Regions from separate parts of the Mus musculus genome. Here region 2 is linked to region 1. A link is a contact called in public promoter capture Hi-C data. All regions are on one chromosome and are shown on one strand. The core of a region is the stretch at or near the end of the contact, and the rest is flanking DNA. Distances in the headings are between cores, read along the strand shown.

What was found. Promoter capture Hi-C pulls out the DNA fragments that hold promoters and counts their contacts.
Region 2: a contact with region 1 is called in a promoter capture Hi-C map of erythroid cells, with 14 times the contacts expected there. The contact joins the promoter of Tmod3 here to the promoter of Myo5a in region 1. A contact is called at or near these places in 6 of 39 promoter capture datasets (the 3T3-L1 cell line, the C10 cell line, embryonic stem cells and 3 more), 1 of 115 datasets of contacts at active chromatin or transcription factors (bone marrow-derived macrophages) and 2 of 9 other capture datasets (adipose tissue and embryonic stem cells).

Annotation. Positions count from the first base shown.
Region 1 is chr9:75,069,796-75,072,495 of GRCm38.p6, forward strand. Myo5a (myosin VA) reads left to right here and starts at 1,411. Exons shown (of 41, transcript NM_010864.2): 1 at 1,411-1,864. The coding sequence starts at 1,838.
Region 2 is chr9:75,558,200-75,561,111 of GRCm38.p6, forward strand. Tmod3 (tropomodulin 3) reads right to left here and starts at 1,458. Exons shown (of 10, transcript NM_016963.2): 1 at 1,301-1,458.

The DNA of each region.
Region 1 (2,700 bases), core at 161-2,660:
TTGAAAGAATGATTCCAATTTTATTTTTGTTCATGTAAATAAAAGTCACTTTTATAAGAACTCTCAGAGTTTTGAGTGTTTTGGTTCTTCCTACCCCCCCCCCCTCCGACTCACCAACCCATCATACTCAGTATTCCTCAACTGTCCTGACCGGTAGCTAATATCTAGAGGGTAAGGAAACAGGCACCTTCTACAGGCATGAAGGAAGTGTAAGAGACAGGAGCTCAACTCATTGCTTTGGATGCTCTGCTGGCTCAAAGTACATTTTGTCTCCTTTCACAGGCAGACAAAGAAAGGATGGAATCCAGAAACATCAAAGTGGTGAACAGTCTTCCTTCAAATACCCACCTCATGTTCAGACATAACTAGGGAGTCAGGCTTGTGCTTTGACTGCCATTGTACTGGTCTCAGAACCATGTCTCTAAAATTTCACCATTCACAAGGCAGAGGCAGGAGGATGGCGAGTTTGAAGAAAACCCGGGCTGCTTAGTGAGACCTGTCTCAAAACCCAACAAGCCAAACAATAAAACTGGATTCCCATGATAGGCACTGGCCACAACTTAAGGTTTAAAGAAGGAAGATGGACACATTTTAAAAGGCTAAAAATTTTAAAGAGTATTCCAAGTGAGCACGAAAGTGTGGCTGGAGAGAACATGTTGGGATGAAAAAGACCACATTCCTGTGTCCGTGTAAGGGCACGGAATAGACTGCGTCAAGACTGCAAACACTTGAGTTTCTCTCAGTAGGTTGCCGTTTTCAGGTGACTCCAGGATCAGCATCAGGTAGTGCTGTCACGATCAGCAGAACAAAGGTCTCATTCTGAATGGTGGCGAACCTATGTAAACGCCCAAGTCTAAGATGGGCCATTTCCCAGTGCCATCTTGTTTTCAGGTTCATTGGAGTTTCTGTGTGTTAGAGGCCACCCTATGTCCTTGCATCACCAAGGGTGCAAACCCAAATGCAGAGTGACCTTGAGCATCCTTCAAATTCCGGGTGGTGCAGCTTCCCGCCCTGCCGTGAGCAAGTCTCTTCTGGAGTTGCAGGTTCTCAGAAAGGCCTTTCCCGAACCCTCCCCTACCTCAAGTCCTCTCCCTACAAACAGCAGGGCCAGGAGGAGCAGCCTTGAGGCTGCCGGGTCTACGCGGGCACTCTAACCGTCGCTACCTCGAGCGGGACGCGCTCCCTCACTGCCCCACCTTCGCGCACACTGTGGGGGGCCACTCCGCCAAAGCAGGTTTGGGATGCCAGCCGCATGGGCCGAGGATGCTCGGTGCCCGCCGCCGATGGGAGGCAGCGTGAGCCCGAAAGAGCCGGGAGGGATCGCGGTGGCAGCGCTCGAGCGCAGCCTCCTCCCGCTCCCACAATGCACAGGGCGGCGGCGGCGGCGGCGGCGGCATCGCGCGCCGCGGAGGAGACAGAGGAGGCTACAGAGACCAGGCCTCTAAGGAGGCGAAGCGGCTGAGGAAACTGAGGGAGCGAGGGGGCGCTGAGGACGCGAGGCGACTGAAGAGACCGCAAGGGCTGTGTGTGTGGACCAGGCGGCTTGGGGAGACTGAGGCGGCGACGGCCGCGGAGGCTGGTACCCGAGTCCCCCGAGCACGCGCCTCGGGCTCACGCGGCCGCCGAGCCCTGGAGGTGATGACTGTCAGGCTCCCGCCCGCCGCTAGCGCCTGACGCGCCCCGCCCCGGCCCGCCCGGGCCCGCCCGCCAGCTTGGCCCGCCCTGCCCGGCCCGGCCCTTCCCCTGCTCCCCGCCCGCCACCGTTTCACCCGCGCGGGCGGCCGCCACGCGAGCTGCGGCCTCCGCCTAGGCGGGGGGCGTCGGCGCTGGGCCCGCCATGGCCGCGTCCGAGCTCTACACCAAGGTAACGCGCGCCGCAGAGCCTTGTCCTGGGGAGGGGTCGCGCGGCCGGGACCGTGGCTGTAGGACCGGCAGGTTCCACCGGACTGCACCCCACTGCCCGGCTGTACCTCCTTGCCCGGCTGTACCTCCCTGCTCTGCCTCCCGAGCCCATTTCGGATGGGATGCTCTTGGGCAGATGCTCGGGCCGCTCTCCCGGGACTCGTGCTTAAAATAACGTCCTGTGCCGGTATGCGCCAGGCAGCAGCCTCTCGGGGAGATTATTTCGGATTCTGCAGTTATGGCCAGTCCGCTTTCACCTTTAGCTGCCGGGTTCTTGCCATTTGCCCTGGGGTGCGGAGCCTGTGGGAAGATGCAGCCCGGAGATGGCGAGCTTATTCTTAGGCTTCTTGGTGCCTGGGAGTTTGCAACCTGCGCGTTATCCCCGAGAGCCTCGTTAGCTCTGTGTCCTCACCCTCCTTTCCGGCGAGCCTTTCCCTTTTGGTCTTCATTTAGGGGAAGTGGCAGCCTTTTCAATCTTAAACCGACGCCCATATTCTCAGGGTCTGGTAATCTCTGAATGGCGTATTTTGGAGAGACTGTTTAGAAAATCTGTGTTGGGCAGTGTGTGGTGTATGCATTCATGGTATCTTATGTTACGGTTTCAATGGATGTTTTGCCAGCTAATGATTATTAAAATTACCTCTAATTCCACTCAACAGAATTGCCTTAACTTTTCAAGTTCATGTTTTTACATTTTTACCAGAATCTCTTTCTTCCCGTCTCTCTCTGTCTCTGCCTTTGTCTCCCTCTCAGGCACGGAGATTGAATGTAAGGGCCTCATGCATACTAGGTAAACCC
Region 2 (2,912 bases), core at 208-2,707, 490 kb after region 1:
ATTCAAGTACTGGGAAGCTGAGGCTTAAAGGCCAGCCTGAGCTACACAGCTCAAAATATCAAAAAGAGATATATATGTGTATAAAATGTGTGACCAGGACTAGGAAGAGAACTAATAAAAAGGAGTCTGAGCAAAGCTATTCTTCTAAAATAATGACAGGTCAATTGATTAATCAATTTAATATGCAAAAAAAAAAACCTATTCCGAAGTTTTTCAGAAAAAGAAACATGAACTGCACTAAATGTCAGAAACCAAAGAAGACTGCTCATAGCCAGCAAATCTCCACAGGCTCATTTCCTGTTTAAGTATGACCTCCTGGGATAAGTTTTACTGCAGTGTTCATTACCAAAGAGATGACTGTGGTTTTTGGGTTTTTTTTTTTTTTTTTTTTTTTTTTTAAAGAGAAGCAGAGGTCAAGTTGGGAATGTGATTCTTAGAAGACAAGAAAGAGGGGGGTGGGTTGGATGGGAGAGTAGAAAGGGAACGTGGGTGGGGTGTGTGTGTGGTAGGATTCGAAAGGGGAAAGGGGATTCTTAAACAGAGAAGAGAGAGGGAAAGAGTCGAGAAAGAAAAGGAAAGTAAAAATTGGGGCTGTTTCCCATTTCTGTTTGTAATCAGAATGCAGACTTGCGGAGGAAACGCATCAACTTCTGTAAGCGAAGATACAACGACCCAGTCACGTCCTCAAAACAAACCCGCATCAGCTTCACAGCTGGCCCCAGCTGTGCTGCACAGGAGCCAGAAACTTATTCTAAGGCAGGGCAGAGCAGATAAGCAAAATGGCCAATGCAAGACACCAGATTTCAATCACAAAAAGGGTGTGTCCCAAGTTTTGTGGGTTTCCTCTCATCCAACAACAGCCAGGCAGCGAGATGAAGGCTGGGGTAGAGGGGCGGCAAGGCAAGGCGCTTCTCAGACAGCTTCCCAGCTACGCCGGTTCCGGAGCACCGGCCGGTCCCAAACCCAGACAGCCAAACCCCAAACCCTACGTAGACAGTCCCGAACTCCAGGAGACCGGTCTCAAATACTAGTGGCGGCCCCGAATCCCAGGCGGCCGGTTCCGAACCCCTGCTGGCCGGCCACAAGTGACTCAACCCCAGCCCAGAGCCTGCGCGCCTGGCCGCGGGCGACACCCAGCACAGCTCGCCGTCCCAGAACGGCCCGGCACCCTCTGCTCTCTAGCGAGGCCCGCGGGCAAGGCGCAGGAAGCACAGCCGCTCCCTTCTTAGTCGCCCAGGCCGGAGCGACCCGCTGCCGCGCCCGCCGACGGACTTCCTGGAAAGCACTGGGCTGAACTCACCTGTCTGGCCGCCGACCCACTGCACAGTCCGCAAGGTTTGAATCGCTCTTCCCGGCGCCCACACTCCGCGGTGCCTCAAGTTCAGGGAGTTGCCGAATCCTCCCGCCAGCTGCCCCTAAACCCGACCGCGCTGTCTGTATTGCTGGTTCCCCTTCACTGTCCCCTCCCACGCGCGTGCGTACTCGTGGGGCAGACTGCATGCTGGGAGTTGTAGTTCAAGGGAGAAGGGTGCGGCTCCATACATACGGACCTGGTCCTTTACAATGGGAAGGGTGTTGTTATAAGAGGGTACAGACACTAGGCTGAGAAAAATGCTTTCTGCTCCTGTATATGTACCTGCCCGTGACCCTCTGGAAGGTAGAAAGCCTATCTATAGGCTTTTTTTTTTTTTTTTTTTTTTTTTTTGGGTAATACATTTCCTTCTTGCATGGTGGGCCTTTTGTAAACAAATAATACAGAGTAAGGCTTTTCTTAATCCCTTGGTTACTAATGGGAGAGCGTGATAATGGGAAAGCCTTTCAAACTTGTCATGGAAGACAGATAAAAGCTAAGGAACTGGGATCGTAGCACAGTTGGTAGGGTGCTTACACAAGCATACACAAAGCCCTAGATTTAATTCCAAATAATGTATAAATTGGATGTGGTGTTACATGCCTGTAATCTCAGATCCCAGCAATTGAAGCAGAGGGAGGGGTACCAGAAGTTTATCAGTCAGTTACATACAGAGTTCAAGGCCAGTCTGGGCTACATGAGGTTTTTTTGGTTTGGGTTTTGTTTTGTTTTGTTTTGTTTTGTTTTGTCTTTTTAAAGCAATTTATGGCAGAAAAGGTCATAAATCGCACCAAGGTGTGGTGCCTCTAACTAAACAAAGGAGTAAAGGTGAGAAGCAGAGATATATTTCATTAATGCACACACCTAGGAAAGGATCAGATAAAGAAGTCAATAAGCCCATATGAGCTTTAGATTTAAGCAGAGCAACTGGGGCAGGAAGCATTCTTGTATGTATAATTGAGCAATCCTGGTCACAATGTGTCCTGGCTGGTCATTCTTTAAGACTGGTTCTGCAAGTTGTTCCCAAGAGTCCCTTTTGCCTGAGGGGGCAATGTCATTCTCAGAGGATAAGTGCTCATGTTCCAAGATGCATCCTCCCCACCATGGATGGGATGGGTAACTGACCATTTTCATGGAATCCAAAGTGACCACAGGTGCCTTTGAGGAGTAATTGTAAAAGCTGACTCTAAGATGTCTCTCATACTTTAGTTTTATGCCTTTATCCTGAAGGACCATGAGAGAAGTCCTTGAATGGTAAATATGTCCACATGCAGAGGTACCTAGGCAACCCAAAACAGGAAGGCAGACACAAAATGAAAGCATAGATGTTAGGGGTTACTCTGTTTTTAGTTATCTTATGGGTCCAAGCAAGGCAGTGGTTTTTAACAGATGCTGTTTCTAATCACCTGGTAGACAGCATGTGCCCATTTTCCTGCTCCATCCCATCTTCCCGTTCCAACTTTGTGTTCTACAACAGGCAGTGCGATTAGGCTAATGTGAGAGAGAGTAAACTGGAGAAGCAACTAGTCAAAGGAGGGAAAGGAGGGGATGGAGTTAGGTG